Linked DNA regions of Mus musculus: regions 2 and 3 are each linked to region 1. A link is a contact called in public Hi-C and HiChIP or PLAC-seq data. All regions are on one chromosome and are shown on one strand. Each heading gives the region's core, a stretch centred on a gene start, on an enhancer-like site or on the middle of the called end of the contact. The rest is flanking DNA. Distances are from core to core; before and after follow the strand shown.

Region 1 (4,650 bases), core at 653-3,152:
ACCCATCATGGCCAGTCAGACATGTCAATTGGAGATGTGTCCTACCAATTTTCTGTATTAGAAACCCCTCCAGATAAGAATCCACAGCATGTTCTCTCTAGTTTTTCAAGGATTTCACTGGACTAATGTAATATTTTGAAAAGTATAGATAAACAGTAAAGGAAAGATTTTACTGAGGGAAACGCCATTCAGCAAGAGGTTCTAACATCAAGGAACACATTGGATTTCAAACGGATGCTGCATGAGACTCTACGTAGGAGAAGTGAGGCAGAGCCCAGATTCTCAAGCCACCCCACCTGTGGATTTTAGTCTGCTTTCCAGGAGTGGCGAGGTGACTCTGGCCTTCTGTGAGGGAGGCCCCATCTCCTAGGTATATGACAGAAAACCTCATTTCTCAAGGTCACCATAAGGGACAGATGAGGTAGAAGCCACATGTACCTCAGAATGTGTGGCAAGCAGAAAACTTCTGTGGACTGATTGTAGGCTCACAGCGGCATGACCCATCTGAACATGGTCCCTTAATGTGACCACTGAATGATGCAGACATAGAAAATGGGAACTAAGTAAATGCAGAAAGTCAGTTTTCTGGGTGGGTCAGAGATCTGGGTGCCAGGCTGGAGGTGGGACATACTAAAGTCACACAGTAATGATGATGTCACTACTGTGGCCAGCACCACTCTTCCTCCACTGAACTTTGCCCCTGACACTACCAAGTCAGGATGTTCATATCCTGACTCCTTAGAGTTTGTGTTGTGAGGAAGGAAGAGATTAAAGAGTCCATAGTCAGTGCTCAGCCAAGTACCTGGTAGCAAGCCTCAAGAGGAATTAGGTGTGGTGTGGTATGATGTGTGTGTGTGTGTGTGTGTGTGTGTGTGTGTGTGTGTGTAGGTGTGTAGGTGTGTAGGTGTATGTAGACATATGTGTACTTGCATTTGGAGGCTAGGGGTAAATCTCATCTTTCATTCCTCAAAGTTCACTAATCTTGTTTGGGGTTGGGGGTGGGGGGCAGAATTTCTTCCTGACTGAACTAGGCTGTCTGGCCACTGAGCCATACGGATCCACTTCTGTCTGCTTTCCCAATGCTGGCATTACACGTACACGCTACCACACCTGGCTTTTTACATGTGCTCCGGGGATTAAATTTAGGGCTTCATGCTTGGGAAGGAAACAGTCTACAGAGGGAGACTGTTCATAAATTATCAATATTCTTCATTCCCAAAGGGGGACTCTTACAGTGAAGTCCAGAGGAGGGCCACACGTAACTTGTGCTTTAGTGCAAAGCCTTAGCAGATTCCATCCATTGATGAAGAACAAGCCTCCTCTGTCTGTCTCTGATCTTTTACAGTCTTCTTACGAGAAATTCCTACTGGCTCTTCGTCAGCTTTCTGAGCACAGCTTCACGAATGGCAGTTGATCTTCCTGAGTGGGTGTGAATTTCCCCCTCCTTTTCTAGAATTCAATCCACTTTCAAGAATGAAGTCATTGAACGTACCATCTTCTTGAGAGAAGTTACCCAGAGAGATCTCAGCAGAAAGTTTGTTTGCTTTGCCCAGAACTCCATTGGGAACACAACACGGACCATACGGCTGAGGAAGAAGGAAGAGGGTAAGCCTAGAAGTTTGTTCCCAGAGATTGACAACTGTTCTTCTTGAAAGGGGAAGGGGCATTTTCCCAAAAAGAGCATCAGTGTTAGCTGTGAAAGCTTTCCAGACACTAAAGCACTTTGCCGTGGTAGTTCCTTTAAGGCCTTGACTATGACCATACAACTGACTTTGACCTGAGCTTTGTAACAACTAATTTGTGTGCAGAAGAACCCATTACTCAACTCACCCAGACTTTCTGTTCATGCTGTTGCCCATTCATATAGCCTTCCCACTTACTCATTCCCTAAAGCACTCAATTAACCTACTTATCCCTCTTGTACCTACAAGAATCCCCAGCCCCACCTACCCCCACCCACTGGGACAGCCCAGTGTGCAGACATCACTTTCTTTGCCATTTGCCCCTGCTGGCTTCCAGAGACCATGACAAGAACTCTGAGAAATGCCCATGAGGAACAGTTCCATCCTTAGCAAGATGTCCAGGGATGAGGTTGGGCCAATCATGGACTTGCTCAGTCGATGACTGGAACACAGTCCAGCAGAGTAAATGTCCTCTGGCCATAGTGTGACACTGTAAGTGTGCCATGACGGTAGCTTTCCTATGCAGATCCCTTATTTATAAGTTGAGTCATGGAGGGTGCAAGGTGCTGATGTGACTCCTAGTCTAGGAATGTTTAGACTTCCATGGGGATGAGCACCCGCAAATGTAATTTACAACAGGCAACAGGAAAGGTACAGATGAGCTCTATAGACATTTGTAGGAACAAAAATAGGTAAAATGACTCAGCATCGTAGGTCAGCTCATCAGGAATTTCCCATCAACCTGGCTCTCTAGAGTTAATTGTGGAAAATTCCATCCAGACTTGAGATGACAGAGATAGCAGCATGGCTTTCTATTACATAATAGGCTGTGTTGGTCTAGATGTGTTTGCTCAGATCTCTGTGTTTCCCTTAGTGGTGTTTGTATACATCCTTCTCGGCACGGCCTTGATGCTGGTGGGCGTTCTGGTGGCAGCTGCTTTCCTCTACTGGTACTGGATTGAAGTTGTCCTGCTCTGTCGAACCTACAAGAACAAAGATGAGACTCTGGGGGGTAAGAACACCCAGTGTGCCACTCCCTGTCTAAATGACAAGACACTGTTACTTAGTTATTCCCTATCTATTGGCTCTCTTTTCTTAGAACTGTCTTAGTTGTGATTTCACATGCCTCCTGCCAGCCAGAGCCCATGAGAAAAGTCAGAGGTAGCTAATGCCTGATAGGTAGTGTTTTATCTCGAAGGATTAGGTCCTTCCTCTTCTTCTTTTCCTCCTCCTCCTCTTCCTCTTTTTCTTCCTCTTCTTTTCCCCCTCTTCTTTTTCTTTTAATTTTTCTTCCTCCTCTTATCCTCCTTCTTCCTCCCCCTCCTTCTCTTCACCTTTCTCTTCTTCTTTTTCTTCTTTCTATTCTTCTTCTTCCTCTTCTAATTCTTCTTCCTCCTCCTCCTAGTCTTTCCTCCCCCTTTTCTTACTCTTCTTCTTTTTTCTTCTAATTTTCCTGCTCCTCTTCTTGTTCATCTTCTCCTCCTTCCTCTTCCTCCTCCTCCTCCTCTTCTTCTTCCTCCTCCTCCTTCCTCTCCTCCTTTTGCTCTGGCTTTACACCAGGAAAGACTGAAGAAACAATTCTAGCTCATTCTAGTTACCAGGAACCTTGTAGAAGATACTTTTGTGGGATTTATGGGACTTAGAAATATTCTCTTTGCTAACCAATCTGGGGTGATTCAGCAAGTGGCAGCTTTATATACCGCTCTCCTCATTCATAAAACAGGACTGTCGCAGCAGCAGGCAGAGGACAGTATGTGAGCTCACTGAGGCTAGACCTGGTTTGCCTTTAGACTGGTACCTAAGTATATAGAAACTCAGTATGGTCTGCGATGAATGTCACTTGAGGATGGGTCATATGCCCAGTCAGAGTATTGACTATTGCCATCTTCACAGTCCCCTTAGACAGAGAAAGATGAAGCCATAATCTTCGTATGAGACCACCCAAAGAGGCTGTGTCTTAACTTTGAATCTTTAAGTCTGGTTTTAGGAAACCCATCACCTGGGTTATTACCACATGAAAACAAGGCATGCCAGGTCAGGGATTTGTCCCAAACAAGTGTAAGTTGCACAAATTACAAGTCCTATTATTACCAATGACACTTCTGTTAATTCACCCACAAGACATGGTTGCAATACCCATCATGTTGTATGGGCTAGAATGCTGCTTTAAGCTTTGCTGGCTTCAGCAAGTCTCAGGTCAGTGTATTTGCAGTGTCAGTGACTGACTTTACTGCTTGGAGCAGAAGGTCTGCCTGCCGTGTAAGCACCTTCACTGGGAGGGTCCTCTGAGGCCAGTGGCTTTTGCAGGCTGAAATTACGGCACCAAGAAAAGAAAGTAAGAAGTGTTTCAGGTCTGAGTTCAGTTCCCCGCCCCCACAAACACACACAAACACACACACACACACACACACACACACACACACACACACACACACACACACACACCTGAACCAAGCTAAGAAAACTAGAGAAATACATGCATTTCATCTTATTTTAGATCGATTATTGATAACATCCTTTGAGTTCCATATAAGCCAACAGTGTTTTCAGAATTTTTGTTTGTTTAATTAGCCTTTTATATTTGTATGGAACAAATTCACTGAACCCCCCCCCCCCTAAGATTCTAGAGTTTAACAAAGCAGAGTCAGTTGATAGGGATCATTTAATTTTGTCTCATGTGATTTCACTTCTTGGTGATTTGCTCAGAACTGGGTTCTGGAGCACAGTGATTCAGCGCCCTCTGCTGGTCAAACGGATATTTATTTACAAAATGAAAGCCCAAGAGTTCATTGTGAATGTCTAAACTTCATTTAGAAAGAAATAACACTAGGAGGACATGTGTAGGTCCTCTAACACCACACTCTGTAAATTCATTGCTAAATAAGTTTATCTTTTTTTTGTTTTGTTTTGTTTTCCATTTTTTATTAGGTATTTAGCTTATTTACATTTCCAATGCTATACCAAAAGT
Region 2 (4,650 bases), core at 568-3,067, 250 kb before region 1:
CACCTTCCCACAGCGGCTCCACATTGCCGGGGATGGAAGTCTTGTGTGCCCTTATGTGAGTTATTTTAAAGATGAAAATAATGAGTTACCCGAGGTCCAGTGGTATAAGGTAATTTCGTTTTCAATGTGATATTTTACTTTTACATAGTTTTCCATTACTAACAGTAAAATGTATCTACAAAAGTATTTGCTTGAATATTGCTCTCTTTGTAGTGGTGCAACTTCATAGAGAGATGAACAAAAAAAATATGATCATGTTCACTGATCCTTACAAATTACCTAGAATCTTAAAACCCTTGTCTCTATCTGCCTTAGTAAGATGTAGTTTCAAGAAAAGTGCTAGAACATCCTTTGAGAGAATAGATTAGAAATTTAAGCCCCTTAAGAGAGAACTTTTTATAACAGAGATAGTGTTTTGTGTTTCATTAAAAACATATGTTCTGGGGCTGCAGGGATGGCTCAGGGATTAATAGCATGCATGGCTCTTGCACAGAACTAGAATTTGTTTTCCAGCATGCACAGAAAAGGCGGCTCACAACTGCCTATAATTACAGATCCACCTGCCGCCCCCTTCTGGCCTCCATTGGTACTGTCCTCGTGTGCACAAACCTCTACCGCACACATACACACACTCATAATTAAAGATAAAATAAAAATAAATCCTAAAAGACTAATGAAAAGCTAAATGCTTCATACGTAACATGGTAGCGTCTGTAGCCACTTAATCAGTAGGTGGAACACAGCGTATTTTATTACCTTTAGCTTACCTAGTCTGGTGGAACTTACATGCGAACATCATCTTTTAGAGATGAAAGAATATGAAATGAATAGTATCCGTGCAGGAAGGGGCTGTGGTGTTGAGAAATGTCAGCATTATTGCTTCAATCACATCTTCTGTGAAATAAATTTGTCTTCACCCGTCTTTGTGGCATACGCCTCTGGGCTTCAAATTTTGAAATGTAATTATCCCCCCCTCCATGCCCCCTCACCTCAAATAGAGATAAAACATGCTGTATACAACTGAGCTTTCAGTTACTTTCTCTGTCATGAATTTGTGAAAAACAGAAGTGAAAAACTTGTGTTCCTATTCCACTGCACAGGGGAGCTCCTAACTGTCCCATGCCTCTTTTTATTTATTCTTGTTTAGAACTGTAAACCATTCCACTGCACAGGGGAGCTCCTAACTGTCCCATGCCTCTTTTTATTTATTCTTGTTTAGAACTGTAAACCTCTGCTTCTTGACAACGTGAGCTTCTTCGGAGTAAAAGATAAACTGTTGGTGAGGAATGTGGCTGAAGAGCACAGAGGGGACTATATATGCCGTATGTCCTATACGTTCCGGGGGAAGCAATATCCGGTCACACGAGTAATACAATTTATCACAATAGGTGAGTCACAGCTCTGACCCCTGGTGTTGGCATGTGGACTGGCCTTAGAGACCACCGTTCTGATATCATTGCTCTGTTGTCTAAAAAGGAACTAAGTCTAGGAACTGGTCAATGACTCACAAGGTCTATTGGTCACACAAAGTAAAATAGGGAAGAGACAGTTTGTTTTGACTCATGTGTCCAGAGAGAATGCAGTTGGTTATGGCGAGGGAGGCATGGAAGCTGGAGTGTGAGGATAGCTCGGCAGTCGGGAAGAAGGGTGATAGGATTTCATGGGCACACTGGAAGGAGAGAGAGAAGTGGGGAGAGGGGGGGGAGGGGAAGGTGAGAGGAGAAGATGGGAGGGAAAGGAGGAGAAGAGGGAAGGAAAGGAGAGAGAGGGGAGGGAGAGGAGGGGAGGGGAGAGAAGGAAGAAAAAGGAACTTCTCAGTATGGTAGCAGTGAGGAGGGCCCAGCAGTCAGGAAGGAGGATGATAATGTTTCATGGGCACACTGGAAAGAGGGGGGGAGGATGAGGGAAGGAAGGAGAGAGGAAGGGAGGGAGGGAAGGGGGGACAGAGAGAGGGAGGGGAGGGGGATGGAGGTAGAGGTATGGACGGGGAGAGGAAGCAGAGAGTAGATAGATATATAGAGCCAGCAATAGAGAAAGAGAGATAGAGCTAGACAAATGATTGATAGATGATAGAGATAGATAGTCAGAAATGGGTTCAACTATAAAATCTTAAAACCTCACTCCCCCCCCCCCCCACACACACACAGTGACATCCTGTCTCCAGCTCTGCTTTATCTACCAAAGGTTCCACAACCTTTCCAGATAGTAGTACCAGCTGGGGACCAAGTGTTCAAACTCATGAGCCTGTGGGGGGATGTTCATGTTCATGTTCAAACCACAATGCAAAGTCTTATGGTCTTAATTTCATTTTTTGTTAGTAAGTAGTACATGGATATTTTTCATTACTGCTCCTGGTGCAATGCTAATTAGACAAATGCATTATGAATTATACTTTCCAATCAATCTTGTTAAATATCTTCGATATCACTGAAGGTAGTTCCTCCAAGGAGCTCCCGGACTCTCTTTAGTGGGTACATTACTGTGTGAGAGCATGCTCTGGGGGAGTCTGACTCTATGGGAGTCACTGACATTGGAGATATAGTACAGTGGTGGGACATTTGTCTAGTATGTGTGGAACTTTGGGTCCCACTCCCAGGACTGTAACAGGCAAACCCAAAAGTACAACAGAGCAGTCATGCAATGGAATAGATTCCCAGGAGCCAGGAGATGTTATCTACCCAGAATGCACTGTTTGGTTTCCTTGATCACTTAATCTTTAAGTGAATCTCCTTTTCTATAAGAAGATGGTGTGGCATGTAAGGCTTTGAAAAGATTAGGTATGAGGTAAGCTCATCTTGTGGTCACATGCCTGATGCAAAGCAGGCCTTGCTATGAAACAGATGTGCAGTTAGCAGGCATGTGAGGACCAGTCTTAATGTTTTCACGGCTCTCCACCCCATCACATCCATATATCATATTAAAAACTGTTTCTCAACAAAAGTGAACCAAATTGCACTTTTACAAGTTACCTGTGAATGGGCAGTGTCTTAGGGTTTTACTGCTGTGAGCAGACACCATGACTAAGACAGCTCTTATAAAGGACAACATTTAATTGGGGCTGGCTTACAAGTTCAGAGGTTCAGTCCATTATCATCAAGGCAGGAAGATGGCAGCATCTAGGCAGGCATGGTGCAGGCAGAGCTGAGAGTTCTACATCTTCATCTGAAGGCTGGTAGCAGAATACTCCCTTCCAGGTAGTTAGGATGAGGATCTTAAAGCCCAAACCACAGCAACACACCTACTCCAACAAGGCCACACCTACTCCAACAGGGCCACACCTTCTAATAGCGCCACTCCCTGGCCCAAGCATATTCAAACCACCACAGGCAGAGTATTTAACCTTTCTGTAAATGGTGGTTTTCAGTAATAAGAAGCTGATCTATCAGCTGGACTTTTTTTTTTTTTTTTAAGGATCAACTTCAAGCAATTATGTTGGGACACAGTTGCAACTATCCCAGGCAAGCTTGTGATAGGAGGACCATACACATAGTTGAGTTTTCTGTATTTTATAGTCACTTCTTTTTCATGGACTAATTTTATTAAATAAAATCTTAACACTTGCTTTGACCCTACAAGCACTGGCTAGATGTAACTTTTGAGTGGTCATCTATTGAGCATGTCCTGTCTTGTCTGTAGGAAAGATGGAGTCCAATCTTGTGCCCTCCTGAGATTCTTTTGTTTGCCTGCCTATGGAGGGGGAACTACCGGGCATCTCGTCTGTTTCTCGTTCTTTCTCCTCAGCCACAAATCAACTCACAGCACCAATCTTGGAAAGAAGCAGGAGATTAATTTTTAGAGGCTTCTTGAATGCTTTCTGACTATTTAAATAAATTATGCCAAGTTGTCTGTCACTTACCAGTAGCTGCTGTGTTGGTGCCATAGTAACTCAGCACGTTGTACCCAGCACTGGCTGTGATAGCTATTGCCTTTCCCACTTTGCAGCACGAAGAGAGCCCTCCAATCCCCAGGGTCCTGTGCACATAGGTGCTGTGTACAGAGTAAATTCTCATTAATGTTTGTACTTTCTTAGTAGAGTTGTGTGTATTCATACTCATTTCTCTTTCTTCTCTTGTGAGTGTATGTTTATCTTTGTGTGTACATGTACACACATGTATGTGAGAGTACAGGTATATCTATGTGTGTGTGTTGGCTGGAGAATACCTGTATGGTCCACCTCTGTGGTGTGTATGGTCCAACCTTGCTTCAGGTGTTCAGTTTCTGGGGTCTCCCCTCCTCTTCCTCATTTTTTATCTCCTGCTGTACTTGAGGGACTGTCCAGTCAGATCCAGTTCAGTGTTGGCCCAGTGATGGTATCACCTGTGATCTGCCTGGACAAAGGCTCAGGAACTCTGTGGGTTTTCCTTTTGCAGATGAAAACAAGAGGGACAGACCTGTTATCCTGAGCCCTCGGAATGAGACGATCGAAGCTGACCCAGGTAAGCAGGCTTCCCAGGGTGTGGTGAGGCCATTATCCTGGACTCACGATGAAGATGTGTGTGTACCTTCACAACACACACATCACAAGCTACAGAGGGATGGTGACACATTCTCCGCTGTCCATTGTATAGTTAAATGAGTTTTAAATGGTTTGAATTTATTTCCTAAATTTATTTTTTTTAAGTTTTTGCCTCTTAAGGCAAAACCATAACC
Region 3 (4,650 bases), core at 995-3,494, 170 kb before region 1:
AGGCAGGGTCCAGGCTGCCTAACATTCCTGATAGCTGTTGTCCTGTCCCACTGAGGGAAGCACCACCGTCCTTCTTGACCGTCCTGAATATTCATGACATTTCCTTCCCAATGGCCTCTTACCACTGACTTGCCCAATTGCTTGCTCTTGGTTTTGCAGGGCATTCCTGGCAAGTGTATGCTAAAGATGGCTGAGGTGCCAGCGTCGACCTTCATTGTCACCCATCCTGACAAGCCGTGTCATAAGAGTGTCTGCGGGAGATATCTCAAATAGACAGCCAACATTGACAGTGCCATCTTGCTTGGAGCTCCCAAACATGAGGCTGGGTAGACAGCACCAGACAACTGTATCCTCACTCACCCTTGAGCTCTTCACCCTTGAGCAGCCCAATCTCCTTCTGACTTTTGGGCCCTTACAAGCTGTGATTCCAAATGAGCTGTTCAGAAGCCTTATAAGCATCTGCCTCTGCACTGTCATTTTTTCCATGCGTACTCACAGTGAAACTTGGAATTTTCCCCCACAGGACTCTGTTGCTTCCAGAGCTTCTGTAGCTGAGTTCCAGAGGCAGTGGTGGTGAAGAAAAGCCTAAAGTATCTCTTGTAGTGTGATCCTACGCCCGTTGATGACTTGATTTTGTTCTGCTTTGTTCTGTCCACTGGATTCTAAAACCATCAAGTAGAAAATTCCAGAAGTAAAGAGTTGCTAAGTTGTTAAGCTTCATGCCACTCTTAGTATGGTAATGGCATCTTGCACGGCTGTGGCCGGGACATGAACCGCCTCTTTGTCTAAAGTATCCACATTGTATATGTCACCCACCAGTTAGACGCTCAATGGTTTGAGCTCTTGTAACTATTATTTCACTTAGTGATGCCTCCAAAGTGTCAGCATAGTCGTGCTGGTAGTTCAGGTTTGTACTGGCTAGTTTTGTGTCAACTTGACACAGCTGGAGTTATCACAGAAAAAGGAGCTTCAGTTGAGGAAATGCCTCCATGAGATACAACTGTAAGGCATTTTCTCAATTAGTGATCAAGGGGGAACCATCTCTTGGCTGGCAGTCTTGGGTTCTATAAGAGAGCAGGCTGAGCAAGCCAGGGGAGGCAAGCCAGTAAAGAACATCTCTCCATGTCCTCTGTATCAGCTCCTGCTTCCTGACCTGCTTGAGTTCCAGTCCTGACTTCCTTTGGTGATGAACAGCAGTATGGAAGTGTAAGCCGAATAAACCCTTTCCTCCCCAACTTGCTTCTTGGTCATGATGTTTGTTCAGGAATAGAAACCCTGACTAAGACAAGGTTCTTCCTATAAATGTCATCCCATCATCCCGAGATGGGTCAGTGTAGCCAAGTTCAAGCTCAGGAGAGCTCACAGTCATGTGACTCTGGCTGAAGTATATCTTTATAATTGTCAGGTATTGTTATTAATCTCTTACTGCATCAAAAGTTTAAGTTAAGCTGCATCATAGGAACATTCATAGAGTAAATGGATATGTGTGTATGTATGTATGTATGTATGTATGTATGTATGTATGAATATATATGGTTTGTTATTATTCTCAGTTCTAGTCTCCATTGGGGACTCTAGGATGAATTCCTCTTGGATAAGGAGTATTTATCTGCCTAAAATAGGGAGACCATCAGCTACCCCATCAAAAACTATGCTGAATCCCAGGGGAAGGCTGGTGGAAGAGAGCTGAGGATTCTTCACAGCCAAGCTACTGTCAGTCAACTGTGCATGTGAGGCAGCTCTTCAAACCTTTCTGCTACCTGGTGCACATGATTTTAATCCTGCACCTCAGTCAGTGGTGAGAGTGACGCCCTCATGCCCGGTGGCTGGGGATGCAAACTCCTGCATCCATTATGGAAACCAACATGGAAGGCTCCCTCAAACCAATAAAACACCCTAACAAAAACAATGAAGCCCAAGCAGGCCTACCACATGACCCAGGTGTCTCACTCCTGGGTGTACACACCAGGAAATCTCTGTTAGCACACTCGAGACATACTGATACATCTCTGTGGATGCACTGTTTACAGTACCCAAGATACAGAAGCAACTTGAATGTGTGTGAACAGAAGAGGAGGAAAAAAATGTGCTCCGTACACTAAGGGAACTTTGTTCTGCTGTGAAGAATGAAATCATGTCATCTTCAGGGAAAGGATAGAACTGCAGATTCTCATGCTTTGCAGAATAATTCAGACCCAAGGGACACACAGCACATGTTTTCTCTTAAGTGCAGAATTTGTGTTTTAAGAACGTGAGTCATAAAGTGTCAGGGAGGCCTCCAAGGGCCATGGGTGTGTGCTGAACGGAGTAGGAAAAAGAAGATGGGGTAATCTATAATTCTCTTTTACACACAACATATACAACATGAAATCAGAGTAGGAAGCATTCTAGGGGTGACTAGCAGGCAGAGGGAAGGAACAGAAGAGGGTTTCAGATGGTGAATATGAGTGAAGTATAACGATAAACATATATGAAAATGGATGAAACCCAATACTTTGTTTGCTAACCAATAGTTATCTCAACATTTAAAATGTAACAAGATGGTAAAGATGAAGGAGTGGGGGTGGTGAGACAGATCAGAGTGTAGGCTTAGATTTTTCAAAACCTACTTTGATAAGGGTTCTTAAATGCTTTGATCTCCCTTCTAGCCCACCAACCAAAGGAGGGGAGAGATGTTTAATAGAACAAGGCGGGGTGTAGACATGTTTAGAAGTAGTTCTTTGGGGCGATACAATCTTTGTTGTCAGGATCTCAGCAGTCCAGTCCAAAATACCAAACATGAATTGGTAGCAGTAGCTCAATCAGAGAAGCGGCAAGAAGCAGCCGGAATACCAGAGACAAGTTCTTTGGTGCTTTTCTCTCCAGGAAGTCAGCACAAGCAAGGATCATGTAGACCAGGAAAGCCTTGCAAGGGGAACCAATGCGAACTGTCTGCTGGGTTCCACTTTTACTCTTTCCAAACACCCTGTGTCCTCCAAGTGTCGTCTGCCTCAGCAAAGATCCTCTCAGAAGACAGTTTTCAGACATGCATCACATGACACAAGTGAGTCTCCAAAGAAACCAGAAATTTCCACTCCATCAGAGGGTGAAGGTGCTTTTCTGCATGGTGACTGGCATGCAGAAGCTAGGTAGGATGGAAGGAGAGAACCAACTCCACAAAGATGTCTTGCTCCACACACACGCACACACGCACACACACGCACACACACGCACACACACGCACACACACATACACACACACACGCACACTGCTGTGTGTCCAAAGCCACACACACAAACACACACACACACACACGTGCACACCCCCACACACATACACACACACATGTACACACACACACACACACACACACATGTACACACACATGCATACACACATACACACACACACACACACACACACACACACACACACACACACTGCTGTGTGTCCAAAGCCGAAATGGAGGTGTAGCTGAGAGAGGTAAGCAACTCAGAGAGGGGACCTGACAGGAAAGTCTTAGCCCCTCTTACTCTGGAGTGACTAAGTCAGTCACAAAGCCACTTTCTTGTGACCTCTTCACTATGATCTGCCCATGAAAATGGCTTGAGATGACATTGATGTTCACTCCATAGGGGCTCCAGGCAAGTATGGGCTTTCCTTGAAAGATCAACTGGAATTAAAAAAATCTATATTTATGTCTATATCTATGTCTCTCTATAGACATAAAGACATGTCTATATAGACATCTATAGGTGTATAAATATCAGAAATATCTATGTATATCAGATATATGTCTGTCTATATATTATCATATATATCAGATATCTGTATCTTTAAGTATAATGTATATCTGTACCTATATAGATATAGATCAATCTATGTATCAATCAGTTATCTATCTGTCTATCTATCTATCTATCTATCTATCTATCTATCTATCTATCTATCTATACATCTATACATGTAAGCCAAGTGTGATAGTGTAGCCTGTGATCCCTCTGCTCGAGAGGCTGAGGTGGGGGGTTGGGATGGGAGCTAAGGGTGGTTAGGTAATGAAACCCTATCTTGAGAAAGCAAACAACAGACAAACAAAAGATACTTACATAAAACCTCTTGATTAGCCAATGATGCCACCGGGAGACCAGAGTGGGACCTATATGTGAGGGCTCAACCTGAGCTTCTTCTACTCACGTGTGGAACCCTGCAGTGATCCCATGTCACAGCTGACCTTTCCCCAGATCTTGGCCCTGTTTCCCGTTTACAAACTTTCTCCCATTGCGTGCTCTTCTGGCGAGTGGATGCAGGATGTGTTTAAAGATGAAGAAAGTGGAGAGTTCCTTTCTGTTCTTGGCATAACAAATACACAGAGTTGGCTTTGTGTCCTGGCACGGAATACTGCTGGGTGTTGGGACTCAATGGCCAGGGCCTTCTCAACTCAAGTGTAGTTAGTTTTTCTGGGCCATTGAAGGTTGGGACACAGTGTGCACACTCTGAGCCTCACATACCCAGAATGCATCTGGAGACCCTGCTGGTTGCCTTAATGAGAGAACTCCACAGCTCCCTGGTTATCCATGGCAAATTCCTGATTTGGGAAGGGCTCCAGAGTCCTGGGTTTCTCCCCTTCACTGGACACTCAGCTGCTACTTACTGCTGTTGCCTAACCACTC

Evidence for each region. Hi-C and Micro-C count contacts between places; a contact is called where the count stands out from the background. HiChIP or PLAC-seq counts read pairs in DNA pulled down with a chosen protein or histone mark.
Region 2: a FOXA1 HiChIP or PLAC-seq map of pancreatic cancer cells shows a contact between it and region 1. The contact joins two enhancer-like sites. A contact is called at or near these places in 6 of 484 Hi-C or Micro-C datasets (the BV-2 cell line, CD8 T cells, the G1E-ER4 cell line and 3 more) and 1 of 115 datasets of contacts at active chromatin or transcription factors (pancreatic cancer cells).
Region 3: a Hi-C map of Th17 cells shows a contact between it and region 1, with 6 times the contacts expected there. The contact joins two enhancer-like sites. A contact is called at or near these places in 1 of 39 promoter capture datasets (the 3T3-L1 cell line), 9 of 15 datasets of contacts at CTCF or cohesin (CD8 T cells, the G1E-ER4 cell line, the NIH/3T3 cell line and 5 more), 284 of 484 Hi-C or Micro-C datasets (the 3T3-L1 cell line, 3T3-L1-derived adipocytes, the 4T1 cell line and 147 more), 31 of 115 datasets of contacts at active chromatin or transcription factors (the 230-238 cell line, CD4 T cells, CD8 T cells and 22 more) and 5 of 9 other capture datasets (adipose tissue, embryonic stem cells, embryonic tail and 2 more).

Annotation. Positions count from the first base shown.
Region 1 is chr1:40,540,434-40,545,083 of GRCm38.p6, forward strand. It overlaps Il18rap (interleukin 18 receptor accessory protein), which reads left to right. Exons shown (of 13, transcript NM_010553.4): 10 at 1,454-1,605; 11 at 2,557-2,694. Among named protein-coding and RNA genes, the nearest start is that of Il18rap, 27 kb to the left of the region's middle. Within about 2 kb of position 1,903, at least 22 of the 459 cell types and tissues checked have an H3K27ac peak or open chromatin away from gene starts, as enhancers often do. A contact at or near this core is called in Th17 cells and pancreatic cancer cells, where this site is marked.
Region 2 is chr1:40,293,539-40,298,188 of GRCm38.p6, forward strand. It overlaps Il1r1 (interleukin 1 receptor, type I), which reads left to right. Exons shown (of 11, transcript NM_001123382.1): 4 at 1-109; 5 at 1,220-1,388; 6 at 4,371-4,436. Among named protein-coding and RNA genes, the nearest start is that of Il1rl2, 29 kb to the right of the region's middle. Within about 2 kb of position 1,818, at least 42 of the 459 cell types and tissues checked have an H3K27ac peak or open chromatin away from gene starts, as enhancers often do. A contact at or near this core is called in pancreatic cancer cells, where this site is marked.
Region 3 is chr1:40,370,942-40,375,591 of GRCm38.p6, forward strand. No RefSeq gene overlaps it. Among named protein-coding and RNA genes, the nearest start is that of Il1rl2, 49 kb to the left of the region's middle. Within about 2 kb of position 2,245, at least 14 of the 459 cell types and tissues checked have an H3K27ac peak or open chromatin away from gene starts, as enhancers often do. A contact at or near this core is called in Th17 cells, where this site is marked.